Linked DNA regions of Mus musculus: all the other regions are linked to region 5. A link is a contact called in public HiCAR-type, HiChIP or PLAC-seq and promoter capture Hi-C data. All regions are on one chromosome and are shown on one strand. The core of a region is the stretch at or near the end of the contact, and the rest is flanking DNA. Distances in the headings are between cores, read along the strand shown.

Region 1 (3,746 bases), core at 547-3,046, 690 kb after region 5:
CTATCCAGCTAATAGACAAAACTGTTACCCATTTATTTTTTTAAACTGAGTTGAGCTCACACCACTAAGAATCTGTACCTTTTGGCAGGTACTCCCTTTTGGCACTTCAAATTTCCAAGTGTGTGTGTGTGTGTGTGTGTGTATATATATATATATATATATATAAAACAAAAGCCTTGGAGGCAGAGAACTAAAGGGCAGCCTTCAGAAGTGTTGGGTGGTCCCTCACTCCTTTCTGAAGCTAAGGCCTCTGCTTTCTCTGAGCTCTAATGCTCATCTGAGCCTTTGCTGCTGCACTCACGGCCGTCCCTTAGGAAGAAGGAGCACGTCTCTCCCCTGCCTCTCTCATTGTATTGGAATCCCTTGAAGAAATAGACTCTTGATTCCCCTGTAGAGTCTATTGTAAGTTCTACTGTAGAATAACTCAATAAATAAATACGTTTTGGACAATATGCTCTTTATTGACTGCTGTAGCCGCCAATTTCTTTCTAAGAGAATGCTTCTACCCCAGGGACTTGCACACATAAAGAAGGTCAAGAGATTCTGGGCAACCCCATTGTGGGCAGGCTCTGAATTCTTCACTTAAGACTCGGTACTTTCCAAGCTGGAAGTATGAAAACTAGAGAACACACCCGTGTTGTTAGTCTTGCTCCAGGAAGGCACACCTACCACTATCAACAGCACTGTGGGTGCCATTTACAGCTTCTCAGGCGACGTGGCGTTCTGACAGGATTCCAGAGAGCATGCAAGGCTAAGGCCAAGCAAATACTGCTAATAATATATCATGTCCTTCCTTGATCCTGTTCCACCAAGCTGTTTATCCATCTAATCTCTCAAAGCCACAAAGGTGCCTTAACAGATGGGCAACTACGTTTTTATTTACAAATGATACCCCTTGTTAAATGATATTTCTAAATGACATAAATTGATAGTAAAGTCTGGATTAAAAATGAATACGCAAGAATGACTAAGAAAACACTGAAAATGTAAAATGAGGAAGCCTATCCACCTGATGGAAAACATCCTGATATGTTAAATTTAGTTGCTTTTGACATCTCAACAAATTGGACTCTCGTTTCAAAACCTGCAAAAACCCAACATAATAGCTCTAAATATAAATGCAACTTCATAACACTGAGATTATAGCCTGCACATGCACATCTGCTGCCTATGCTGTAACAGGACAGTTGAATTTTAGCTCTCCTCTCCTAGCTAAGTTCTTGCTCTCTGGGCCGGTTCTCCCTGACTGGCACATTTTGCATGGCCTCGGGTCATCTAATCCCTTTTGATTGCATTTCGTTCACTAGTCGCTGTGCAAAAGGCAACCCGGCTGTGTCGACACCCAAGAGACTCCGAAGACAATGGCAGAGGAAGCCCGGGTCACTGGCAAACAGGTATGTGGAGAATTAGAGACAAAATCAGCTAGCTTAAGGTCACAGGCCTGCCTTGGAGGGATCTCTGCCTAGAAACCGGCGGGTCTTTCCCAACCACACCCGTGGGCGTTCGGAAATCCGTCACTTGAAGACTCACTGCCAGCGCCGCGCTCCCTACCAGGCGCTCTGATCCGCCCCGGGTGACCGAGAGGACCCGCCCTGCAGTTTGTCCTTAAGGTGGCGCCTGGCCTCACCTCCCCGCGAAGCCGCGCGCGTAGCCGGCCCCGCCCCTGCTAGTGCGTGGGGGGCGGTACCACAGACTGACAGGATCCTTGGCCATCCTATTGGGCAAGAGTCTGAGTGACGTAAAGAGGCTCCTCCTTCCTGTCGCCGGTGCCCGCCCCTTTGGCTGTTCTCGGTCGCTGACGTGTCGGGCCGGCAGGCTTCCGCTCCGCCCCTGGGCCGCAGCCACTCACCGCGGCGGGAGGGGCCGGGTGGCCGGGGCCCGCGCTCCCCTCGGCCGCTGCTCGTGGCCCGCCCCGCCGCCCCGGCCCCTCGGATGACAGTATATATTCCAGGCGGGCGCGGGACACGGGCGAGTAGCCGAGCCGAAGGAGCCGCGGGATTGTCGAGGGAGGTAGGGACCCCCTTCACGCGCGCGCTCCCATGCCTAGCGCGGGGACCCGGCTACGCGTTGCCGCACCTTGCTCGGCGTCCGCTGCTCGGAGCTCCGGAGAGGCGTGGGCTGTGTCGCGGCGGGGCGGGGATGCGCGCGCGGAGGGTCTTGGGGGAGACCTGAGGGAGGAGGCTTGGGTGATGATGGAGTTCCCGGCGCTTGTCAGCGCTGTTTTTGAGTTGGGGGAAGAGGAGCCAGGAGGGTTTCAGGCTAGGGCCCGGGCATAGTTGTGCCACTTCTGGGGTTCACCGGTGGGAATAAGTGATCGCTGTTACTGTTGGGAAAGCGCGTTGGGGTGTTTTGAACCCACGAGGGTAAGAATTGATAGTTCCGACCAGGACAGTGGATCCCAATGGGGGATGTGACTAGCACAGGACCCGCTTGCCTTCGCTTGATACTGATAGTGAGAGAGGTTCAGATTTCAGGGTTTTCCCCTCAGTTGGACTGGAGGAACGGTGAGGCTGAGAGCACACATATGCTCTAGAAGATTTTTTAAAAGTTTGGTGTGAAGGCTGACTGGCCTTCATCGGCATACTATGAGATCTGATATCCGATGGTAATGATCATGCATTTATGAGAGGCACAAGTTTAAGGACTTGGAGGTGAAGTTCACTGGGCTTGGATCCAAGAGTTTGCAGCAAACCAAAAGCATTTATCCATTTCGTTATTAGTTGACTCACTTGGCTGAGGGAAAAGACTTCATAGTCTGTCCTGTTAGTTAGTGGTTAGGACTCAAGTCAGTCTCAGTACCATTCCTCCCCACCCCCACCCCAGCCCCTCCCCTCCCCTCTTTTTTCCTGTTTCGTTTGTTTGTTTGTTTGTTTCCGAGACAGGGTTTCTCTGTGTAGCTTTGGTTGTTGGAACTCACTCTGTAGACCTGGCTGGCCCAGAATTCAGAGATCCATTTACCTTAAAGATATGTACCGCCACTGCCTGGCTCCATGTGTCCCCCCCACCCCACCCCCACCCCCCAAAGCGATTTACTAACCCACCCTGAGGACATATAGCAGCAGAGGTGGGGGTGGAATTGGGAAATACTGGACGTCCTTAATGTGGCATTTAAATTCTAATAAAGGCATGTTTGATAATGGTTTGTTGGGTATGTTGATCCAGGTGTGTTAGGTTGTAGGCACACACCAAATTTAGTCATAATTTCTAGTGCAGACTTTTGTTCTTAGTATAAAAATCCACGTCTTTTTAATTCTCTTCTCTATTGCTGTATACCATTTGAATTTAGTTACACACACACAGCTCTCAAGAAAAATGAGTAGGAGATGCAGTACTATGGTTATCGCTGTGTCAGGTAAATATAACCGTATTTATTATGAATGTTACACAACACATAAATGGACAGATTTGATTTTGGTAATAAGATTTGTGGATTGCTGGTGTTCTGGGACCAGATATCAAAGTTTACAATGAGTTGTTTTATTTGCATGAGTATGTTTTTCTCCAAGCACCCAAAGTACTACCCAGTACTTACTGAATGAGCTAGCTAGCTAGGTTGCGCTCTCTCTCTCTTTCTCCTTTTTCTGAGACAGGGTTTCTCTGTGTAGCTCTGGCTGCCCTAAAACTCATTCTGTAGATCAATCAGGCCTCAAACTCAGAGATCCACCAGCCTCAGCCTCTGCCTCTGCCCAGACCACCCTGGCCGGGAACTCACAGAGATTTGTCTACCTCTTCAGTGCTGGGATTAG
Region 2 (3,642 bases), core at 952-3,451, 900 kb after region 5:
CTATTTTCCGTTCAGAGTTTTATATTTACTTCCTATTTGAAAAAGAAGTGACCACACATCTGTAAGTCCTTCTCTTCTAGAGTCCTTGGATCCTACACAGGGTAACACATGACCATTTACCACCAATGAACTGGGTAAAACTCTCAGTTAGTTTTGAGCCAGACTGAATGCATTTTTTTTTAAGGGAAGAGCATTGAAAAATATGAACATGAGAAACTACACAGCCCCAACTGGAAGTTATTCATTAGTCCCGTTTGCAAATTAGAGGCCGTCTATTCTGTGAATGTTTCTAAGAACCAAGAATAGAACTTTGTACTCAGAGCAAAAGATATGTCTCTCATCCTTACCTACTGTCCCCTAAAAGGAAAAGCGATCACGGTCTGACTTTAGGGTAGAGATGGATTTATTACAAGGAGCACAATTAATGTTGAGTTAACTACACCTGCTCAACTCATGCCAAGGCTTGCCAGTGATAGCTTCACTCACTGTGCACCAGACTGTTCTGGTACCCAACTGAAGAACCCCAGGACAACACAAACCCAAGATGAGTAGTTTGGAGTGAGGTAAAAACAAAACAAAACCAAACCAAAACCCAACACTCACCTATGAATTAAAAAATATTTTCATTGCTCGGGGTTGTGACTCTCTATGACAAATGACTTTAAAAATTAAACATTTTAGATTAATAGTCCAGTCCATCCCTTGTCGGTCACAGAGCCTTGGAAGCAGCAACTTGAGTAGAACAAAAGGAGGAAGAGTCCCAGTTTCCCTTACTGGGCTGGGCTGGAAGTGATAGAGGACTTTCTCTGAAGTCTTCTGGGTTTCATCTAACTCAGAGCTGGTCCCACTCCTGTTCTCATCTGAGGCTGTAGTAAGGCTGAACTCCTCTCGGACCCAGGCAGACTCCTGATGTTGCTTTCATGCACAGAGTTCATGCTAATAATTGCACAAGAGAACTTAAAAAAAAAAAAACAACTCAAAATAAACGTCATAATATGTTAATTAAGTTTACAGTTTTCTGGTGGGCCATTTTCATGCTACCCTAGGGTGCAGTGTGGACACACCTGTCTGCCACCCAACCCACCCACCAGGCTCTCCAATTTCTTTTTAAAAAGTGAGCTTTCTTTGGGAGAGCCACACAGTTTTCTCTGTTCTTTTGCTGCCACTTCTGAACTCCAGGGTTTAAAAAGGATCATTTGGGTATGGAATCTCAAGATCAGGGATTTTTTTTTTTTTCCACTTCAAGGCTTTAGAAAATTTGTTAAGTTACTGTCTTTTAAGAACAGTTGAAATGATCAACCAGTTTTCTTAAGTTTTAGCAGTTTGTTGGTATCATTAATCAAAACATATAGATTAAAGCCCAGAAAAGACGTTATCATTTAGGATCACGGCTATCCCTAGTAATTACAGCTCTGAAAGAGGAATAGTTTGTTCAATCATATGAGTATTAGTCCTTTCACTCAATATTAATCATCTGTAAGTAGCGAAAGCTGGGATAACGATTATAACAGCTGCGCAGGGTATTTTTATGCGAATTGAACTTAATAAAAAAAGGGAGTTTTAATGTATGCATTTGCCCCTCCCTGATTACCTAGTTCTGCTCCCTCCAAAGTACTCATCTGGGATGGCTTGGAGACAAAAAAAAAAAAAAAAAAAGAGCGAGCGAGCGAGAGAGAGAGAGAGAGAGAGAGAGAGAGGCAGAGAGAGTGAGAAAATAAAGCTCATTACAGCGACCTGAGAGGTCTGAAGGAGATGACAGTACGCATTCCTTTAGCGTTCTGAGATTCTCTGGTTTCATTCCACATTCAGAGCTTGAAATTGCTAACTTACTCGTGATTCGACATAAATACAATTCAATGAAATCCAGGTTCTCTTTCTTAAAGACCATGCTTTACACATCCTAAGAAGCAAACTTGGACTTGGGTTCCTGCACCGAAGCCTCTCCCAGCAGCCTTGTGAAACCTCCAGCTCTGCCGCCCGCTTGCTTCACTCAGAACAAAGCCCCCGCCGCAGACTGGGGGCGGCGACTGCCTGGATTGGCTATAGGACCCTTGTGTCACGTGGCTCCGCCCCTCGGCCTATCTCACCTCACCCGGTCTGGGCGTGGAGAGAAGATGCCGAGTCGCGATTGGCGGGCCTAACGCGCGGACCGGATGACGCAGGAGAGGTGGAGCCGGGCCGAGCCTTGATTGGTCGAGGTGCGCGTGGTCACGGATCAAGGTTCAGGCTAAGAGAACCCCGGTGCAGTTCTACTTCGGTGCAGGGCGTGGAAGATGCGGAAGGTGGTTTTGATCACCGGGGCGAGCAGGTGAGACCTCCTATGGAACCCCGGAGTCTATGCGGGGGGAAGCGCAGGTCGGTGATTCACTTCGATGGGGTCCGCAGAGACCCCGTTCCCTGGCTTTCCAAGAGGTGTGGTCATGCCTGCCTCGCTTGGTGCTCGGTGCTCGGTGGCTGGCGCTTTGAATTAAACATGACAGTGGAAAGGAAAGCTAAACCGCCAGTGACTGGTCAGCCTGGCAGTGATGCTGGACAGTTGTTCTCTAGGGACCGTCAGTCTCCGAGAGTAGTTAATTGTAGGTGCCCACAGTTCACTTTAAACCTAAACACTCGGGGTGTTTAAATGTCAGCATCCATGAACTTTAGGACAATGAGGAAATTTCACTCCTGCAGCATGTTTTCATATACTCTTTCCAGGAACCTACAGAACGACCAGTCTAGCAACTAAGGCTTATCCTGATGCAGATGCCAGCAAAGTTATTCCAGGCTTGCCCATTTGACCCTTGACCTACTTATCATTTGTTGATGAAGAATGTGTGGAGGATGGACCCAACCAACTCCCCTCCTACCCCCAATTGGTTACATTGCTATTTTTTGAGGAATTAATACAGGATTTGTTAAATGCCACTTAAGCCTGTTTCAGTGACCCAATCACATCTATATTAACTAAACCAGTGGAGGGGTCTGTCTTGGGCTTTTTGTTAGTGTGCGCTCTCCTTTAGGTCAGCTGGGTTTTGGCCGTTCTCGAGTGGAAAGTGCCTGTAGAAGTCAGACCTGAATTGGTGTGATTTTGATATACTGTGGTGTGTGCAACTTATACTAAAGTTGGTATTTAAAGTAAGGATGAATAGGCCGGTATCTGCTTGGTACTTTGCTGGCAGGGCCGCCAGATTCTGTGGATTCCAGACTCACTTTGGAGCTCCCTTTGCTGGCAGTCTGCATGAGAACTTACTGTTACCCAGAATGGCCTCGCTACCAGCAGTGGGCCCCATCTGCTGCGACCTTCATATCACTCTTTGTGACCCAGTGCATCTGAAGCCTCCTAGCTCTGCTCTTTCCTGCTTCTTTGTCTTCGGCTCTATCTGCTTGCTGATTCTGCTTTCTGTCTACTTGTATTGAGGGCTTTTTTTTTTTTTAAACTCTTGGCTATTCTGCTGTGACTTAGTAGTTGACAGGGATTTAACTTCAAGCTGTGCTACTGTGTATTCTCCTGAAAACAAAACAAAACAAAGCAAAAAAAAAACCCCAAAAAACAAAAACCCAAACCAAAACCTCACCGGTTGGTTCACTTACTGCGATTTACAGTTTTCCTAATAGCAACAGTACCAAGAAGTGGTGAGAACCCTTGCCTTTGCGGGACCA
Region 3 (3,599 bases), core at 1,012-3,511, 670 kb after region 5:
CCTCTGTCTGCAGCCTGAGGGCAGTGTCCCGAGTCATCGGCTTTTGACTGTAAGGGAAAAGAAAGGTTGATGTATTAGAAGGTTGAAGTAGAAAGGAAGAAAATTCAGTTTCTAAAAGAACAATAGCAATCTAGTGTGTCCTTGATAGAGGATGCCTGTTGCCACGAGTTTGTGGACACAGATGGACTGTGGCTTGAGGGATATGAGTGGGGTTCTTCCTGCTCTGTAGTAGTTTGCCTTGAAAGGTGTAAACGTAGGAAACTTTTGTAAAGCACTGATTATACAAGATAACCCACAGATTGTACACTTGTGACAGAGTTTTTCCTATTTCCTTACCTGAATGAAAGTGTTATTTATTTATTTTTCCTTAGGAAAGAGTGTTTGTTTCTCTTCCTGCTGGCAGCCTGCTTATATAGTCTCTTGTCCATGCTGTTCAAGTTCCCAAAAACTCCATTAAAACTTGCATTTTAGAGGTTGAATTATTTTACCCTGTTTAGACATTTACTGCCCAACATTTGTCAGTATAATCAAATTGTCCCGAGCTCCCACTTAGGAAGTTACATTTGGTGTAAGGGGATTTGCTGCTGAGTTACCTCTGCTCGTCTCTCGTGGTCCCTGATGAGTGTCTTGGGAAGAAGGCTTTTTCAGGGGTTCATTGTGTGGTTGGTTTTCAAGTCAAACTTGAAGAACATAGAATCAGGGCTGTGAAGTCCTAACTAAGCTTTCCTAAAACATAAATATTTACATGAGGAGCTGCTTCTGTGGTCATTAGTAGCAGGTCTCTACGTTTCTACTGATGACCACAAGATACAAGTGAATTCTTTTGAAGGGCAAGTATGGTTAGCACATGTTCCCATATCTCATAAAAAAGAGATCCTTGCAAATAAACTGCAGGTAGGCTGCCAAGCTTTACCGTGCAGTATGCTGCTAACACTGCTGTACTCACAGCATTCTGTGAACCTCATCCATGCAGATGTAGCTATGCACATGTGTAGAGTTGACACTGTAGACTTGTTACAGACGATGCTAGCCAGATTTTAAGGGAGCTGAGGAAGTAAATGAGTGAGCCCGAGTAATTACATTGAGATCATTGAATTAAATAGTTTATATTGAAGTCACAGACTTGAAGACAAAAGATAACCTGCTATGATTTAAACCATTGTGTGATAGCTCTTAGCCCATTTTACCAAAGAGGACAGCTGCAGATTCCTCCTCCTCTGATACTATCAGGACTTTCATTTTAATATCTTTCTTAAACTGGGACCAAATAATACTACAAAAGATGCAATTTTCACAATAAATATATGCACAGGGATTTTAATTCCTTGAAATTATTAAAATCCTAGAATTCTCTTACTAAGGGGTAAAGAAGTGAGCGCTCATGTTACTTAGTCCCTGTCTTTGGGGGCAAATTTTATCTCAGGTAGTTTTTCTCTCCCTATGTTAAGATTTGTGCTTCCTTCCTTCTCTCTTGCCTCCTTCGGTTCGTCTTTATTCTTCCAAAGCACTATACAGTGCACATTTTGTCCCTGATTAGGCACAGAAAGCGATTGCCCGAGGGAAAACTTGGGGTTCTTTTGAAGTATTTGGAGGAGGAGACTTGTAGCCATTATCAAAACTATAACTCTGTAGTTGGAAGAGAATAATAGTGCTGGGTACCCCAGAAAGGTACTGCCTGCATTTCACCATAAGTCTACATTTATTATGACTGGATACTCTTCTTCCTTTGTGACCATTGGCACAGCGTCTCCCTTTGGGAACTCTTCCTCTCTGCTAAACTGATCTAAATTTATGGCTGCTTTTAGAATCAAATGACTAACATAGTTCTACTCATCTGTCTCTGTTTTAATTGAGAGGAGTGTGGTCTTCTCGTCGTTATGTAGCTGCTGAAGATATGTTAACCTGCCAGCAACTGTGCTGCCACCCAGAGAAAGGTGCCGAAGTATGAGGGGCATAAGGCTTCCTTCTGTCTTAGTCTAGACTTTCCCTCAGGCAAGGCACCACTTAGAGGATAACGTAGAAGCAGGCTGAGGATCATGCTGTTTTATGGCTCTTCTGAATGTGGCAGGTGGCTGACAACTTGGCATCATTCTTGTTAGTTCTCCCGCCAGTTTATTAAGCAATTTTATTTTTAACAGTCGCTGAAAATGAGCATCATCGTGCCTACCTGGTGGGAATTATAGCAGTACAGTGGGAGGGGACGCACTGGTGACCATGCACTTTACCTAGACTCTCACCCAAAGGGTACGGGCTGGGCTCTTTGTTCAGGTTAGGGTACAGATCGTGATGTTTCATCTGTTGGATGATGTGTAGCTAAAGTTCTGGGCAAGTCAAATATTAAACCTCACCTGGCCGATGTCCCAGGGGAACTGCACTGTCGCCTTTCTCTTGGAATAACTTGGATTGATTCGTGTGAGTCCAGAATTTTCTTGGCATACTTTTTAAAAAAATGTATAAAATGATCCCAGTTTGACTTATTTCAGAATTACATGTTGATGGAAAGGCCAGTTATCTGTCACATCTGATTCTGGGATCTAGTTTCATTTATCAGGTTCTTTCTTCAGCACTTACTGATCCAGCTCTCTCTTTCTTGTAAGTTGTGGACACTTACACACCCGTCCTTGGTCACTTCTAGTTCAACAGAATCCCCATTTCTTGAGGTGCTCGGCAAGTTACCTTTCTTTGCCTAGGGTTTGGCACTCTTCACTTGGCGTTGCCTGTCTCCTCAAATACACACTGCTCTTGTTGAGGCTGTTGTGTGGAGCTCATCTGGTATGTTTAGATTCCTGGGAGGTTGGGTGTTCGAGACAGGGGTTCTCTGTGTAGCCTTGTCTGTCCTGGAACTAGATTTTAGATTCTTAATCATGGAGAAGCTTGGATATTTTAGTTTTTAGAGTGTCCCCATTTTTTTTAAGAATGAATTTTGATCCTTTCTCTACCTTATAACATAGGATGGATCATGATTTTTATCTTTGCCACCTCCCCCAGATGGTGGTCACCAGTGACTATTGCTTTACACTGTGACAAGCAGTTGGCAGGTACTAGGTATTGAAGAAGGTAAACAACTTAGAGTATTTTTGCTATGACTTTATAGGAGAAATGAGCTGTCAAAAGAAATATGTACAAGCCAGGGAGCATTTAGGATAGAAAGTTTTTGGAGACAGGGTTTTGCAGTGTAGCCTAGACAAGCCCCCAGCTCAGGATCTTCCTGCTTCAGCTTCCCAAGTGCTGCTTGTCACAGATGTGCACCATCTTGCCCAGCTCTGCTAGGAAGCTGTTCTATAGATGGTCATAGGTGTTTTTCAGGATATAAGACTAACACACAAGTTTACACACCTTTTGTTGTCCTGATAGTGTCTATAGCTCAGCGCGTTCCCTGATTCTTGTGCTGCTTACGGGAGTGATTGTTTTAAACATGCTGTTTTTGTGCCTTTCAGAGAGTCATAGTCATGGTAGCTGTGTTTGCTGGAGTTCATGGGAACCTCACTAAAGGATGGCCGGAGTGCTAGACTGGTAGCAGTCATGATAATGCCAAGAAAAAGTGGTGGCTCTTTTGAAGGCTCAGTGTGCTTTGTGAACTGAGTTCTTAGTGTTTAGTG
Region 4 (3,579 bases), core at 186-2,685, 570 kb before region 5:
TCATTTCCTCTCCACAGATTAATTTCCTTATCTGTACAATGTAGAGAAGTAGACTCACCTATTGTCTAGGCCACTCCAAAGCTTTACAGTTGTAATGAGAAACAAGGGACCCATCTCTCCATCTTGGGGACTTAGTCTTATGATTGTTCTCCAAAAAGGTTACCAAAACGAACTGCCTTTAGAAGACAGCGATACTGACTGTAATGGTTTATTTCCTTTATCCTCTCTAAAATACTAACCGTGAAGGGAAACAGATTCATACGGAACACATTCCAACAACAGGAGTGTGTGACACTCAGGAACCAGACATAGCACACCCAAGTCCCTGGGTTTGGTCCTCGGCTCCGAAGGGTGGTGGCGGCAGGGAAAGGAGACAGATAAATATACAGGTGCTGACACACACTGACCAAGGGAACAAACCAACCTACCTCACACTCAACCTCATACAAACACACCTCGAGATAGTCATGCCCCAGCATGCGAGCCTGGCTGTTTCTCAGGAAAAGGAGTCGACAAAGAAACAAAAAAACTCTCATTCCGGGCAAGGGGGAGGGCAGAGTTCTGGCTCTAAGGAGATCCAGCCAACCAATAGACCTACTCTTGCCCCAGGGAATCCTTACTCCGTCAACAACCTTAATTAACGACTCTTTGCTACCTAGTCAAGAAAGGAATTCTGAATCTGAGAAATTTTAGAGAATTCATTTCTTCTTCAGACGCCGAACCTCGGCATTAATCCCAGAAGGTCTACTACTTAACAAGAGGAAGAAACCCTTCTACAAAAGCCAGGAAAAGAAATCTTCCCTACCCAGCCCACCCCCCTCCTCATTACATTTCCTTCTAGGGCACTTGAGCCAAGGGAGTCCGGGTGAGAGGCTCAAGGTTTCTCTGAGATCTCCGAGAATGTCGGAAGGGCAGGATAGACCTTCCCAGACGTATACTATGGAGAAGAACGGCTAGCGAAATAGTTGGGTTTGGGGAGGGTCCTCGGGTCGTTAGGGGAGACCCAGAACCATGGACCCTCCCGGGTTATTTTTGGTGCTTCCGCAGAGAGGGTACTCCCGGCACCGAGTGGGAGGTAGGGTCACAGATCACCGGCTTGGGCGAAGGGAGCCAGCCAGTCTCCCGGTGGGGGAGGGGAACGGAGAGTGACCAGACCCGGGCGGAAAAGTGGACTCCCAGGGCGAGGCAGGCAGGCAGGTTTCTGGACTCCTCCCTTCCCGTCGGCGCGTGGGGATCGTCCTCTTCCAGCCTCTCCCCGGACCCACCTAATCCTCCAAAAACTCTAGGAACTCACCCAGGATCATAGACGTGAAGAGAAACAACAGTTTCCTCCCGGCTTTCCCCTCGGTGCCCATTACAGTTACAATCCCGACGCGACGGGCACAGCAACTCCAATGGGAACAGCCTCGCGATCCACTGCCCTGGGCTGGACTCTAGCAGCCAGGTTAAGCCCGGCCCGCCTTTCTCTCCACGCCCGGTGGGCGGCGCCCGGCTTCCCCGCGTTCCGATTGGTGAAAAGAGAGGGAGCTCCGATGAGTGACTCACCGTACGCAGGTGCAACCCCGAACTTTCCTCCTTCTTGAGTCCGATTGGTGGCTTTCACCTCTAGAGACCTCTGGTTGGCCCAGGAGACTGTCGCTTAAAGAAACCAAGGCCTCCTCTTCGGCAGGTAAGGGCATCCCAATTGGGCAGCAAGGCATGCAGATAGAGCCTTTCGGACTGCCAGGCCCTCGATAGTCATCTCTAAAGAGAAGGTGAGTAAGGTCACTGCCTGTGAGATGCAGGAATGTGCTTGGTTGATTTCTCTTCCATTACTTTTCAATTGCTTGATGGTGCAGAATCTTTGGTCCCCTCCCCCTTGGTAAGTGAAAAACACAAATTAATATAGGAAGGTGTAGGGAGAGGGTTGAGACAAGAGAGACATCTTGACTATCCCAAACTGGGTTGCTCTCAAAAAGAAACCTACATAGACGGATACAGGAAGCATCCAGATAATAAAAGCTGACCCATACTTCTTGGGAGGACTGGGAATATGTCTTTTATACATACACATAGGATCTATGTCAGCAGCTCCTTTGCTGGGCCTTACATTTGGATTAGCTTTTGTTTTCTAGACCAGGGCTAGCTATGTCGCTGAGGCTGGCCTCAAACTGTGGATCTTCCTATAAAAATGGCTATGCCAAGAGGTATGTAAGTACAGAAAGATTGGGGGCTCAGCCTTAGGTATCTAATAAGCCGTAGACCAGCCTGGGATTCATGAGACCCTTTCTCAGAGGAAGGGAAGGGGGTGGGAGGGGAGGAGGAGAAGGATAGAAAGGGGGAAAAAACCCAACCTAGTGTTTATGCTTGTAATCCCAGGACTGTAAAAGACAGGGACAGCAGGATTAGGAGTTTAAGGCTATCCTTGACAAGGTAGCAAATCAGAGAATAGCCTAAGCTACAAGAGACCCCATTTCAAAAATAAAACAGGCTGGAGAGATGACTTAGCAGTTAAGAGTGCATGCTACACTGGGCTTGGTAGCCCATGCTTTTAATCCCGGCACTGGGGAGGCAGAAGCAGGTAGATCTTTGTGAGTTCAAGACCAGCCTGATCTACATTGTGAGTTCCAGGACAGCCAGAGATGCAGTGTGAGACCCTGTCTCAAAAAACCACCACCAACAGCAACAACAATCAGCAAGTTTACCAAGCATCTCCTGGATGAGACTGGAAAGTATAAATAAATTAAAACAACATTTCTGACTTCAAGGTTGGCAGTTAAAATAAACAGGACAGTGTGTAACCAAGAAAGAAACTTTGTACTACTAAACTGAAACAAATATTTGGGTATCTGCCAAGGGCAAACTTGTTATTCACCCTCAAAGAAAGTTGAAGTCCTAAACTGAGACTTATACACAGTTTTGGCATTTGTTTGGCCTGATCTTGCTTTAGCCCAGGCTGCTCTGCAACTCACATATGGCCCCAAATATCCTTGAACTTAGGACGTCTCAGCCTCCCTGAATACCAAGATTACAGTATGACCCACTCACTATACCTGTTGGGTTCTGGATGGAAGCTGAGAAGGCTCACTTCAGAGACAGAAACGTCAAAACAGAAGCCTTATTTTCTGAGCGGTCAGGAGGTGGCCAAGTTGGGGGTCTGAACCACATCCCCAAGGAAGCTGTGTTGCATTTTTAAAGGGTAAAACTGCAAAAGGAGGGAGGGGCTGGGTGAGCTGCAGGGTCATCGAGCATATTTTTGCATTAATGGTTAAGCATGCACGACAGTGTTTGTTGAAGACTGGGCTTCCTCCAGGACACCTGGCTTGAAGGCCTTTAATTCATCCTTTAGGACACTGGGTCCAGAATCCATGGCTCTCAGTTCATCCTCCTGGACATTTGGTCGGGAGCTCAAAGTGATAAAAGGAACAAAGGCGCTGGTCAGCTGCATGCAGTTAATGAGGGCTTGGCAGGCTTTGGCTATAAATTTTTACAACTTAGGCACCTCAGTCAAGATAACAGCAAGTTTTACATTCTTTTCCCAGTTTACCAGACAATTAAGCGGACATTTGGAGGGTCAGGGTAGGAGTGTCCTCCACCCCG
Region 5 (4,006 bases), core at 904-3,403:
CATTATATTCAAGATACCACGTAACAGAAATAATGAAAACTAAACTATAAAGTATGAAGAGGAAATCCTTAATGACCTCAGAATAGGCAAGGATTTCTTAAAATACAAGTATCAGACCCATAATAAAAGGTTGACAAATTCACTACACTCACCAGCTAGAGAGAGCAGAACCCCTATAAATAAAGACAAATGCTAAGCTAGGAGAAGATGCAACATATACATCAGTAAAATGAATTAAGTAGGCTATGTGGAGACCTACCTGCACATCACTAGGAGAAGGGGACCGAGTAGCACACTTTATGAAAGAGTGGGTGGGTCACAACAGGGCACAGTCTAATGAACATGAAGGAATTCAGCCAGAGAAATGTAAACTATAGTCACACCGATTCATAGTGACAGAAATTGTAAAAGTCTGATCATATCTAGTCTTGGCGTATATGTTGGTGAGGATGTAAACTGCTAATTTAGCAAGTGACCCAGCACACATGTGAAAGGCAGAGTTGCAGAGAATATATCTTATGTACTGGTAAACAATTCAAAGACCCAGATGTCCGTCTCAGGTAAACAAGTATGATGCTATGTATTTAAGGGAATGTAGAAATTAAAACCCCGAGAGAGCTTCAAAGAGTAATGAATGCCTAGTGACAATAATTTGGAGAACATTTCCGTGTTATACATTTATGTGAATTAAAAAAGAAATTCCCCAACACTCAACATATATATTTACAAACAGGTTTAAACATGGTAAAAGTAAATATAAAAAATGGACTAAAGGCTGGGCGGTGGTGGTACACGCCTTTAATCTCAGCACTCGGGAGGCAGAGGCAGGCGGATTTCTGAGGCTACAGAGTTCCAGGACAGCCAGGGCTACACAGAGAAATCCTGTCTCGAAAAAAAAATTTTTTTTTTAAAATTTATATATATATAATTCCAACGACGAAAGGAATGTCATTTGTCGTAGGGGGACTTCAGAATCGCGAGTGTGCGTGTGTTCGTGTATGTATGCATGTATGTGCACGCGCGTGCTGCGTATTGCACATGCATGTGTGTATGTATGTGTGTATGTATGTGTGTGTATGTATATATGTATGTATGTGCGCGCGGGCGGTGCATTGCACGTGTGTATGCGGGTGTGGTCCCAGCCGGACTTCACGAATTCTGACCTGGCTTTCCTCTCACCTTGTTGCATTCCGCAATCGCAATCGGTAGTAACCGCAGCCACGAGGAGCTCGGAGGATTCTGGGAAGCATTTATGTTTGTTTGTAACCATGGGAAAAGTTCCTCTCGGTCCTAGAGGGATCCGTGTTCATTCACCGTCTGGGTTTGAATGCAGTCCCTGGCTACTGAAATCGAGTAAAACCGAAAAGTAAACAACACTAAGTAGGTTCTCGAAACTGTTGTTTCAAATTGCTCACATTTTCCAGTTGGAATCCGTGATGCATGATTCTTCTCTAAAAATATTTAGAATTTTGGATTTTAGTAATAAGAGATTGACAGCTTATTGCGAGTTTTAGAAACTCTTCTTTAGGAGGTAAGTGCGGACATGGAGAATTTATCTTATATATTTTCTTTGTTTAAATTTGTTTGAAGGTGGGTTTTCTACAAGTATTATTTGTGAGAAAGTTTACCTCGGATTCTGTCCCAGTAAAGGAGTGGTTCTAACACATGTCGGAAATTTGTATTTTTCTTTATTTACCGTGTACGTGGAAAATTTTTACAGCGATTGAAAAGCATTTATAAATACAGAATCAGGTTTACTGTCAATTTCTAATTTCGTTCTGAGATGTCTATATCGTAGTATTAAGCACAAAGAACAAGCCACTATGATCAGGAGACTTTTCAGTTTTAGTACTATCAGCGAATTTTAACAAAGCGGTAAAATCTGCGTGCTCTTCGCTCAATTTAAAAAAAAAAAGAGAGAGAGGGAGAGAGAAACAAAAAAGAACAACCACAAAACCCCACAGCGGGACAGAAAGTGCTGAAATCCTCGTAGGGAAATATTTACTCACAAGTCTATTGAGTTTGCTTATCTGCTGACGTCTCCTTAGCTTTGGATCCCAGTTCCCGCGTGCGGTGAGATAGTTTGCCTCCGCCCGGCCACCGTCCGTGTCAGCGTTCAGCTTATTTTGTCCTCCGGCCGCCGCCGTTTCAGGTTACTCACCCATCCGAGTTGTGAGGGAGAGGTGTCTGTTTCGGGGAAGCCGGCTTGTGTTGCCGGCGCCATGGAGTCGCCTTTTAGTCCGGTTCTTCCTCATGGACCAGATGAAGACTGGGGTGAGTGGATCTGCGAATGTACCCGAGCTAGGTCGGGCCGCGTCTGCGGGTTTTTTTCTCCTCCCGATTTCCGCCCGGTGGCGGTGACAGGTGTGGACGACCCGTGTCCGGGGAGCGAGGCCACGGGTTGAGGGTCGTAGAAGAGGCTGGCAGAGCCTCTGGGCTTCTGTCCTGGCCGTAGCAATAATGGAATGATGTTCTAATTGAAATTGCTGTAGTTTTTCAGCGTGTGTTCCTGGTGGAAATTCCAGGTGATCGTGAGGGACCAGAACTTAGTAGGATGATGATTGTAGCTGCCCCAAAGGCTCCAAGCTATTTTCTCAGACTGTGGGCGTGTGGCTGGGGAGCGCTGAGTGTGTGTGTGTGTATGTGTGTGTGTGAGTGTGTGTGTGTGTGTGTGTGTGCGCGCGCGCGCACTGAACGTGTACGAGATATGTTGAGAAAACTTGGTTAAAATACAGAAGAAAATCCTTGGCTCCCAGCTTGAACTGTTGGTTTAAGACATAGATCCAAATTGGCAAAGAAGAAACTCTCCCAAGCACCTGACCTCGTGTCCCTGATTACTAGATCTAACACAAACTGATGTAATCCTGACTGCTGTCCAAACACAGCTCTGAAATCTCTTGTTAAGTCTATTTTTAGTGTTCAGGAAGGATGGACCAGAGAATGACAAGGAACAAGCTTTGGCATCCAAATCCTTAGAGAAAGCTGATAGTCCCTTCTCGATTTCAAGACAGAATGTTAACAGGATTATGTGTGTTAATATGTGAATGGAGTTCTGTAGGTGGCTCAATGGATCCTGTAGTGAGACTACATTGTCCTTCAGTTTTGGGGACACTTTTTTTTCATGGACTAACATTCCACTATAACATGAGTGGGCCCTCAACTAGGAAGTGTTGGAATCCTAGTTTAATTTAACAGTGGCAGATGCTCTCTACAATTACAATCTATAAAAGGTTTATTTTAATCTTTGGGCCGATTTTGACAACTTTCTGGAAAAAAAAAACCTTTAAATGTTCATTCTCCAGTTCATTTCCCCAGCTAAATGCTTTTGTTATAGTAACAGCAGTCACTTGTTTAGGACTTTATTTTGCTAAGCACACTACATGTGTTATTTATGTTATGTTCATAACAGTCCAATGAGGTCCCGCCATCCTATAGATGTTGAAACAGAGGTTGACAGAATCTGTTCTCTGAGTCTTAGACGAGTAAGTGATAAAGTAGGATCAGAACCAGGCTTATCTAACTTTGAAGTCTGTGCCTCTGGTTTTTCTACTCTGTAACACTTGCTCCCCCCCCCCCCCCCAAGCCTAGATTCTTCCTAATGCTAATGTTCTTAACAAGTCTACTTAGATATGTTGGGTAGTTACAATTAGAATTAGTTTTCTCAATCATTTGACCATTATGTTTGTGGCATTTCTTAAAGTATAACTAAAAGGCACTTCCTGATGGTATCGTTTTTGTCCTAGAGTCTGATTCTCAGCTGCATTTTCCTAACTCCTAATCTTGATTCTTCAACAATGCGCAGTTCTTTGTAGTCAGCTGACTGACTCCTTTCTCAGGTATCCTGCCCTGTCTCCTCTTGAATATGTCATTTCCCCAATGTTTTTTAGCCTTCCCTTTTCAGACTGTTAACAGTTGTCTCTTGGTTCAGTACTTTTATTCCCTCAGGTGTTCAGTAGGTAGGATAGATTTTGCAGGCATTAGAGTTGAACACTACTGTCTACTAGGG
Region 6 (3,528 bases), core at 872-3,371, 650 kb after region 5:
TAAGGCATGGTTATCTCTCTACCAAATCAGCTTCTGTGATCCAATATCCCACACCGTTTGCTTAAATAAAAGACTTTGTAGAAGAGCTAGTAGCAGGAGATGGGGACCTAATGATTCACAGTTGCCAACTTTAGTTCTGGCTACTTCCTTCTGAAATTGGAGCATGGTGGATGCTAAGGTCAAGCCCCACTCCCTCTTCATCTCATGTCATTTGGTCAGTTAGTGGTCCTCGGGTTATGAGCTGTTATTTGTATTCAGTCATGATGAGGTTATCTGTGTGAATCTGAGTGGTTTGTGAATGGTGATTTGTATGGCCACTTGCGTTAACACAAGTTAACAAGTAGACTAACAAGAGGACTATGGATATAAGAACTAAAATGAACTGGTAGATTGTCAGGGGCTGAAGGAAAGAGGAGTTGGCAGCTTGTTTAATTAGAAGAGAGATTAGTTTCTACAAGATGTATGGAACAAGTTCCTCAGATGTTTGTTGATAATGTTTGCACAAGGTCAAAATATTTTATATTACCTATACACTTAAAAATGACTAATGTGGTAAATGCTACACTGTGCATATTTATATGCATAAAAGCTCTTGTGTTTTTAAAACATTAAGATTCTTTAATCAAATAGGCACCCTGCCCCCCCCCAGTAAGAAGTCTGGAGGATGGTTTTAGGAAGCACAATGGATTTCTACCAAGCTGTCAAGGATCCAGAAACCTTTTGCATTTCTTCTGGGTCATGAATGATCTAGACTTGCGTTTATTTGTCCCTATACACCCAGTTTCCTCTTCTTCCATTAGTTATGAATTTTATGTGAATTTTCTAGCTTGTCTGGAGCTAGCTTGGGTCATATGACTAGGTAAGCACTAGCTAATGGGATACGACCAGAAAACTCAGTACCATTTTGGCTATTTTTGTGCTTCTTTGGTCTCTTTCCCCATTCTCAAAACCATGAAATGCTGAAAGACAAGGCAAACACATAGGTCACAAAGATAAAAGTCCACTGAGATTGGCAGAACCCTGCATTATTAATTGTAGAAGGGAATGCTTCCATATCTAAGACAACATACTTTGGGCTTTTTGGCACAATAGATCACATCCAATTAATATATTAATATGTTGCTTTTATTCTCTCAGTTGCTTCATAAACAGGATGACTAATCTGTCTTTATTTTTTGTTTTGCTTTTTAAGATTTATTTATTTCTATATACACTGAAATTCTGCCTGCATGTTTGTGTAAGAGTGCCAGATGCTCTGGGACTTGAGTTATAGACACTCGTGAGTTGCCATGTGGATGCTGGGAATTGAACCCTGATCTGGAAGAGCAGTCAGTGCTCTTAGCTGCTAAGCCATTTCTCTAGCCCCAACTAATCTGTCTTTAGCTTTACGCTTATTTTCTTAAGCAGGAGATAGGAAGTAACAGGGAAGAAAACACAACATCTAAGTGAGTCAAGTTAGATCTTCCAATAAATCCTTGTTAGTTATGCAGGAAGGTCTTATTGACTAGAGAGAGGGCGTGGTCACAGCCACTTCTGAGAGAGGCCAGGTATTTCTTTTGTGTATATTACTGTTCCAAAGAAAATCGGAGTTATATTAGAAAGGGAGGTGGTAATGATGGATATCAGGAAGATGTGAAAGCACGTAGCTTTCAGCTTGAAACAATAGGTAATAGAAAATAAGATAGCTGCACAAGAGACAAACAGTTCAGTGGCTATGAGGAAATACTGATCTTCCCCAGGACAGGACTTTGGTTCCCATCACCCAAACCCGGCAGCTCACAATCTCCTGTAACTTCAGCACCAAAAGATATTACACCTTCTTCTGACTTCTGCACACATGAGGAACAAATACACAAATATATAAATACAAATATAATAACTCTTTAAAGATAAATAAAACAAAAAAATCAATAATCATATATTTTGCTGGAGCCAGGGCCTTCCTTGCGCATTCAAGGCAAGCACTTTACTACTGTGCTACACCCCATCTCTAATAATTAAGTTTAATATCTCAGTTGTTTTGTGCTAAACAATTTTCCCCCTGGAGGCCCCGCCCCTCTTAGGCCCGCCTCCTTCAGCCTCTAGGATTGGCTTTCCCCCACTTCCGGCTGGGTCCGAGTGCACTCCGGCTTCCGGTGTCATGGCGGCCTGAGGTCCGGGGAGTCGGTCGGAGCGCTGCAGGCCCCTCCCTGCGGAGCGGCGGGTCCGGGCGGGGATGTGACGGCGGGCGCCGCGGGCCTGCCTGGCGCGTCGTGTCGGCTCGCGTGTCCTCGGCCCAGCCCGCACCATGGCGGGGTCCGGCTGCGCGTGGGGCGCCGAGCCGCCGCGCTTCCTGGAGGCCTTCGGGCGGCTGTGGCAGGTCCAGAGCCGCCTGGGCAGCGGCTCGTCGGCCTCGGTGTACCGGGTGCGGTGCTGCGGTACCCCGGGCTCGCCCCCCGGCGCCCTCAAGCAGTTCCTGCCTCCGGGAACCACCGGGGCTGCGGCCTCGGCCGCGGAGTATGGTTTCCGCAAAGAGAGGGCGGCGCTGGAGCAGTTGCAGGGTCACAGGAACATCGGTAATTGTGGCTGTCCCCCATGTCCTGCCCATGTCCCGGCTCAAGCATAAGCGTCCTCCGCCTGGCCCCCGGTCTTTGGTCCTGTAGGTGGGAGGAGAGGATCGGGCCTCACTAGTTGTCACGCGATGCAGGTCCCTTTTCAGTCCACCTTTCCTTTGCAGCTGTCTGAGGTATACGGTGGAAGTGATTATTACATAGCAAATGCTTAGTAAAGTCCAGTTTGCTTAGGTTTTCATCCGGTAGTTAGAAAGTGAAAGGCATGAGTTTGCCAGGTTGTCATGTCTTGAGTGGAAAATTTTGCATCTTTTCCAAATGGAAAATATTCTAGGGCATCCAGTGCCATCATTGACATCAAATGACATACTACTGAGAACGGAAAAAAAAATACATATTTCGTGTGAATTTGGGAGAGGGAACCCAGTGTTACCTAGAAGTTAATGGAAGTGTGATATTTAAGAGCACAGCGTTTGCTTCAGTAAGACTTTCATGACTCAGAGATTTAGAATGTAAGCTTGTTTGGGCCACAGATATATGGAAGCAGTCCTCGTTGCTAATCCACGTACAGGCAGAGAGCTTGTAAGCGGTTATAACTTTGGTTAGTAAAGAAGCGTCATAGATCTTGGCAAATAGAACCCATGTGTAGCTTGAAGAAAGTGTTTGTTTATTTATTTATTTATTTATTTATTTATTTATAATACTACATTGATAGAATGTCCTAATGCTAGTGTGTTTTTCTTTTTTTTCCTTAATCTTACTAAGCGGTATATCACTATAGCTTTGGTGTTTGACAGGAACATTTTTTGCATGCCTCAGTACTTGTTGAATCTCTTGCGTGATTACATTAGAATGTTATTTGTAATTGATGTATATAATATGTGTGTGTGTATATATATATATATATACACGTATATATATGTGTGTGTGTGTGTATACATATGTCTATGTATATACACATATATGTATGTGTGTATAT
Region 7 (4,002 bases), core at 1,103-3,602, 540 kb before region 5:
ACAAAACAAAAAAAACAACCTCCTCCCCTCAAAGAGGCAAAAACTAACTTGTGAAAGCTGTTTATCACAGCGTCCAGCCCACCACACACATGCATGTGCACACACACACACCAAAACTTTTCTCTCTTCCTTCCTTCCCCCCCAACCCCGCTTCTCTCTTTCTGAGACAGGGTTTCTCTTGTAGCCCTGGCCGTCCTGGAACTCACTCTGTAGGCCAGGCTGGCCTCTGAACTCTCAGAGATCCTGCCTGCTTCTGCCTATCTAGTGCTAGGATTAAAGGCATGGGTCGCCACCACCCAGCTGCTCCTCCATTTTCATTCCAACTCCTGGGGGGAGGAGTAGACTGTGAAACAATGTCTGGGGTGCATGGCTGAGGCTATTGTGGATTGTTACTAAAGCTATTATACTCTATGTCAGCAGCTTCACAGGAAAAGCTAGAGCAAAGTTTAGACCACCACTATCAAAACCAGTAACTAATAACCCCCCCACCCACACACTCCCTCACACACTCCCTGATTCTTCTTCCAGCTTCTCCAACACAAACTGTACGAAAAGAAATCTGAAGCTGGGAGGTGGTGATGCCAGCCTTTGATCCCAGCACTAAGAAGGCAGAGGCAGGCAGATCTCTGAGTTCAATGCCAGCTTGGTCTACAGAGTGAGTTCCAGGACAGCCAAGGTTATGTATAGAGAGGTCCTGTTTCAAAATCAAATAAGAATAACAAAAAACAAATTCCAGTCCTCAAATCTAAGAAGAGGAAAACTGAAACCTTTTTTGCTATTGGGAAACCATCACTAAGCATAAAACCCAGGTTTGGCTCTTGGATACTACTCCGCTGTCGGGGCTCTTGTTTTGAGAGAGTCCAGATTTACAGCATCTGTTACAAACACCAGTGCCCAAGTGCATCATGTTCAAGGCTTCTTTATTTTATCCAGCAAGGCTTCCTGTAGAGCAACATAGTTGCTAAAATGTTGCCATGACAACTCCAAATCAACTAAGCCTCAGGAGGAGGGGGGGAAAGAAAACCTCCAGGCTCAGGGTTCTGCAGGAGAAAAGACAAAGGGGGAGGAATCCATCTACAATGTTCCTGCCTTAGGACTTTTGACAACCAGCCAGAGAACGGGAAAAAACAAAGAACTGTACAGACAGATGCCACCAGAAAGAAACAGCTGCATAGGACAAAGCAATAAAATAATCTCAACAAGAAAGGACAAGATTTTTTTTAAACACTCTACCCGCAAGATCTTCCAAACCTTTCTAATCAAAGAAAAACCTTAGTTTAGCGGATAATGCGCCTCGGAAAGACCGTGTGCAAAGAAGAACGTTAACAACAATAACAAAAGGGAACTGAAAGTGAAACTGTCCGTAGAAAGTAAGGCTGCAAAGGGAGGCAGCGTCCGGATGTACGGACCACCTAGGGGGTCTCCATCCTCAAACAGGAGGAAGAGCTCCTCCTGAAGCTCCTGGCACGGCCTGCAGGAGGAGGCTATGAAAGAGACTGCAAGGCGCACGAGACAACCGTATAGCCAACAGCTGTCAGCGCAACTTCTGAGGCTACCCAGAAACGGCGGTAGGCTCCTTACTCAAACCTTGGTTGTATATCCGGAAGCATCCTGAGCATTAATAATACGTGATACGGAAATCAGCCTAGGATTTTGTGGTTTTGCATGCTCAAAAGGAGAGCCCAGCAAACGTCCTCACCAAGCACAGACGCAAAGGCAGAAATTTAAAAAACAAAACACCCCCCACCACCACCCACACACAAAAACCAGATCAAGTTCCCAAAGACTTCAAGCGCCCGGACCTTGCCCGAGAACGACGCGTCTCCCTGCAGGCCCACCGACTAGTAGTAGGCGCTTGGGGACCTGAGTACCCGGCAGGCGCGAGCCCCGCAGCCCGCGCGGTGACCCCGCCGGTCCCAGCCCAGCTCGCCTGCGCCCCAGCTGCTCCGCGGAGGAGAGACGGGGAAAGGACGCCGGGGACCTTCCCGGGCCTGCGGCTCGAAGCTGGATACCCACCGCAGGCGGCTGGGACGTGTGCACACCGGGGCGGGGAGCGAGCTCGGCCCACAAAGCAGGAGAGAAAGAGCCGGGCACGGCCCCCTCCCCCAAAACAAAGGCTCCGTGCCCAGGCGTGGCCTGGCCTGGGAAACGCCAGCCAAAGCAAAGGTGCCCCGCCATGCCGATCCACCGGCGTCCGGACTCCGGCCGGCTCCGACGCACTCACCGGGCCAGGCCGCTTCAGTCGCCGATTTCCCCCGGCAGCCTTCTCCGTCTTTGGATCTAGGTCTCTCCATAGACAGCTGCTCATGCGCAGTCCCAGCCTGCGGCCATGTTGGTGAGGGGCGGAAGTGTGCCCTCGACCCGCCCAGCCGACGGACGGCCCCCCGAGCTGCCACACTTCCGCTCGCTTCAAATCTGATGCCCGCTAGAGCGGATGTGGGTACGTGAGTGGTCGCAGGCTCTGAAGGGAAACAGACGGTATCCTTGGGGACCTCGCTAGAGGCCTTTGTTTTCAGTAAGAACCAGGAAAAAAAAAACCCGACTAAATTGTACTTCCATCCTTGTGGTAGGCGGAGCCCTTTTACTTCCAGTAAAAGGAAGTAGAGGGTGGAACGGCAATCTTAGGCGCCATCTTTCATAAGGGCAATGTGGGACGCCATCTTGGATCAGGGCATCACTTTGAGGGGGTTCCAAGTGGACTTTGGGACATTTCTGAGTGTACGTGGATCTGGGTATATACCTTTGTATTAACGTCAGCAATACTCCAAAGACCTCATAGCTTTTCCTCAGGCTCTTAAATACGTGTGGGGACGAGTTTGATTACCATTTTCTTCATTCTGGGTGTACCCAGAGTGATTTTGGAATAGTGAAGTATAATAGCAATAGCTAGAATTCAGATTCTGAAGCCATTCAGACTCTGAACTGACACTTTTTTTTTTTTTTTTTTTTTTTTGCGATAGGGTATTTCTATGTAGTCCTACATAAACTATGCTGGACTCGAATACACATAGATCTCTCCACTCCCAAGTGCTAGGATTAAAGACAGCCACCACACCTAGAAACTAACACTTCTTAACTCTGAGGTTTTTGATGGGCATTTTTACTTAACTACAGCTCAATTTCTTTGTAAAACGGAAATACCAATACCAACTTCACATCAAGTGGATTAAATAAATTCAAGAGCAAAGTTTTTATGCACACAAATCTGGCCCAATTCCTGGCATTAGATGAACATTATGTAAATACAGGTTTCTCTTCCTCATTTCTTGACCACCATGAACCCAGTTCTACTTTCTAGCTACAGTTTCCCATGACAACTGAGGAAGAATATCTAAATAAGAAAAAACAAGATATATACATTTTGGCAACTTTGGAATGTGATACCATTCACCCAAAACTTTAATAAGACAAAGTACATACACTGTTTAAATGTTAAAAAAAAAATTCAGCTTTTATTATCAAATACCCACCATTGCTAAATGGTGGCCTGTAGCCCCAGCCTGTGCAGAGACAGTGCTAGAGCCAAATTGAGTGACATTCCCTCTACTTTTCTTTTCCTTTTTCTTTTCTTTCTTTATTTATTTTATGTATATGAATGAGTACACCATTGCTCTCTTCAGACTCACCCGTAGAAGGCATCAAATTCCGTTACAGATGGTTGTGAGCCATCATGTGATTGCTAGGAATTGAACTCAGGACCTCTGGAAGAACAGTAGGTGCTCTTAACCTCTGAGCTATCTCTTCAGCCCAACATTCCCTTTTCCTAAAATGGGAGGACCTCTTCTGCAAAATAATTGAAGGTAGAGGATGCCACCCATTTCCTTCAGCAAACACTGAGGACTTTAAAGAGCTTCTTGGATGTTTCTCCTACTCTGAAACTAAAGAGGGTCAGAAGACAGCCAAAAATCTAGGAACAAATCAGGGGTGAGCTATTCTATATCTGGTCCTATATCTCCCACATCTACAGTAGGCTTCTGTGAAGAGATATTCACAGCTCAGAAT

What was found. Promoter capture Hi-C pulls out the DNA fragments that hold promoters and counts their contacts. HiCAR-type assays count read pairs that join an accessible place to other places. HiChIP or PLAC-seq counts read pairs in DNA pulled down with a chosen protein or histone mark.
Region 1: a contact with region 5 is called in a HiCAR-type map of astrocytes, with 4 times the contacts expected there. The contact joins the promoter of Uap1 here to the promoter of Atf6 in region 5. A contact is called at or near these places in 17 of 39 promoter capture datasets (the 3T3-L1 cell line, the HPC-7 cell line, cranial neural crest and 11 more), 5 of 484 Hi-C or Micro-C datasets (the Ba/F3 cell line, the G1E-ER4 cell line, forebrain and 1 more), 15 of 115 datasets of contacts at active chromatin or transcription factors (CD8 T cells, T-cell acute lymphoblastic leukemia, astrocytes and 10 more) and 1 of 9 other capture datasets (pancreatic islet).
Region 2: a contact with region 5 is called in an H3K4me3 HiChIP or PLAC-seq map of neural tube, with 5 times the contacts expected there. The contact joins the promoter of Hsd17b7 here to the promoter of Atf6 in region 5. A contact is called at or near these places in 1 of 39 promoter capture datasets (3T3-L1-derived adipocytes) and 4 of 115 datasets of contacts at active chromatin or transcription factors (astrocytes, embryonic stem cells, neural tube and 1 more).
Region 3: a contact with region 5 is called in a promoter capture Hi-C map of liver. The contact joins the enhancer-like site here to the promoter of Atf6 in region 5. A contact is called at or near these places in 8 of 39 promoter capture datasets (the HPC-7 cell line, cranial neural crest, embryonic stem cells and 4 more), 9 of 115 datasets of contacts at active chromatin or transcription factors (T-cell acute lymphoblastic leukemia, bone marrow-derived macrophages, craniofacial prominence and 6 more) and 1 of 9 other capture datasets (adipose tissue).
Region 4: a contact with region 5 is called in a FOXA1 HiChIP or PLAC-seq map of pancreatic cancer cells. The contact joins the promoter of F11r here to the promoter of Atf6 in region 5. A contact is called at or near these places in 2 of 39 promoter capture datasets (liver and pre-B cells) and 1 of 115 datasets of contacts at active chromatin or transcription factors (pancreatic cancer cells).
Region 6: a contact with region 5 is called in a promoter capture Hi-C map of neural stem cells. The contact joins the promoter of Uhmk1 here to the promoter of Atf6 in region 5. A contact is called at or near these places in 17 of 39 promoter capture datasets (the 3T3-L1 cell line, 3T3-L1-derived adipocytes, the HPC-7 cell line and 12 more), 2 of 484 Hi-C or Micro-C datasets (embryonic stem cells and pro-B cells), 17 of 115 datasets of contacts at active chromatin or transcription factors (the NIH/3T3 cell line, the SCID.adh cell line, astrocytes and 13 more) and 1 of 9 other capture datasets (macrophages).
Region 7: an H3K4me3 HiChIP or PLAC-seq map of the SCID.adh cell line shows a contact between it and region 5, with 11 read pairs. The contact joins the promoter of Usf1 here to the promoter of Atf6 in region 5. A contact is called at or near these places in 2 of 39 promoter capture datasets (erythroid cells and liver), 1 of 484 Hi-C or Micro-C datasets (the G1E-ER4 cell line), 2 of 115 datasets of contacts at active chromatin or transcription factors (the SCID.adh cell line and pancreatic cancer cells) and 1 of 9 other capture datasets (adipose tissue).

The regions. Positions count from the first base shown.
Region 1 is chr1:170,173,014-170,176,759 of GRCm38.p6, reverse strand. Uap1 (UDP-N-acetylglucosamine pyrophosphorylase 1) reads left to right here and starts at 1,796. Exons shown (of 11, transcript NM_001305045.1): 1 at 1,796-2,010.
Region 2 is chr1:169,967,764-169,971,405 of GRCm38.p6, reverse strand. It overlaps Hsd17b7 (hydroxysteroid (17-beta) dehydrogenase 7), which reads left to right and starts at 2,201. Exons shown (of 9, transcript NM_010476.3): 1 at 2,201-2,308. The coding sequence starts at 2,274. It overlaps 3110045C21Rik (RIKEN cDNA 3110045C21 gene), which reads right to left and starts at 1,997. Exons shown (of 3, transcript NR_040438.1): 1 at 1,831-1,997; 2 at 604-956.
Region 3 is chr1:170,195,128-170,198,726 of GRCm38.p6, reverse strand. It overlaps Uhmk1 (U2AF homology motif (UHM) kinase 1), which reads left to right. Exons shown (of 8, transcript NM_010633.4): 8 at 1-3,599. Among named protein-coding and RNA genes, the nearest start is that of Uhmk1, 18 kb to the left of the region's middle. Within about 2 kb of position 2,261, at least 6 of the 459 cell types and tissues checked have an H3K27ac peak or open chromatin away from gene starts, as enhancers often do. A contact at or near this core is called in liver, where this site is marked.
Region 4 is chr1:171,435,417-171,438,995 of GRCm38.p6, reverse strand. It overlaps F11r (F11 receptor), which reads right to left and starts at 1,435. Exons shown (of 10, transcript NM_172647.2): 1 at 1,295-1,435. The coding sequence starts at 1,355. Gm26641 (predicted gene, 26641) reads left to right here and starts at 1,674. Exons shown (of 2, transcript NR_151523.1): 1 at 1,674-1,754.
Region 5 is chr1:170,865,918-170,869,923 of GRCm38.p6, reverse strand. It overlaps Atf6 (activating transcription factor 6), which reads left to right and starts at 2,153. Exons shown (of 16, transcript NM_001081304.1): 1 at 2,153-2,274. The coding sequence starts at 2,223. Gm9929 (a long non-coding RNA gene) reads right to left here and starts at 2,094. Exons shown (of 2, transcript XR_003948181.1): 1 at 2,010-2,094; 2 at 1-1,343.
Region 6 is chr1:170,214,000-170,217,527 of GRCm38.p6, reverse strand. It overlaps Uhmk1 (U2AF homology motif (UHM) kinase 1), which reads left to right and starts at 2,121. Exons shown (of 8, transcript NM_010633.4): 1 at 2,121-2,555. The coding sequence starts at 2,288.
Region 7 is chr1:171,409,663-171,413,664 of GRCm38.p6, reverse strand. Usf1 (upstream transcription factor 1) reads right to left here and starts at 2,352. Exons shown (of 10, transcript NM_001305676.1): 1 at 2,225-2,352. It overlaps Arhgap30 (Rho GTPase activating protein 30), which reads right to left. Exons shown (of 12, transcript NM_001005508.2): 12 at 3,425-4,002.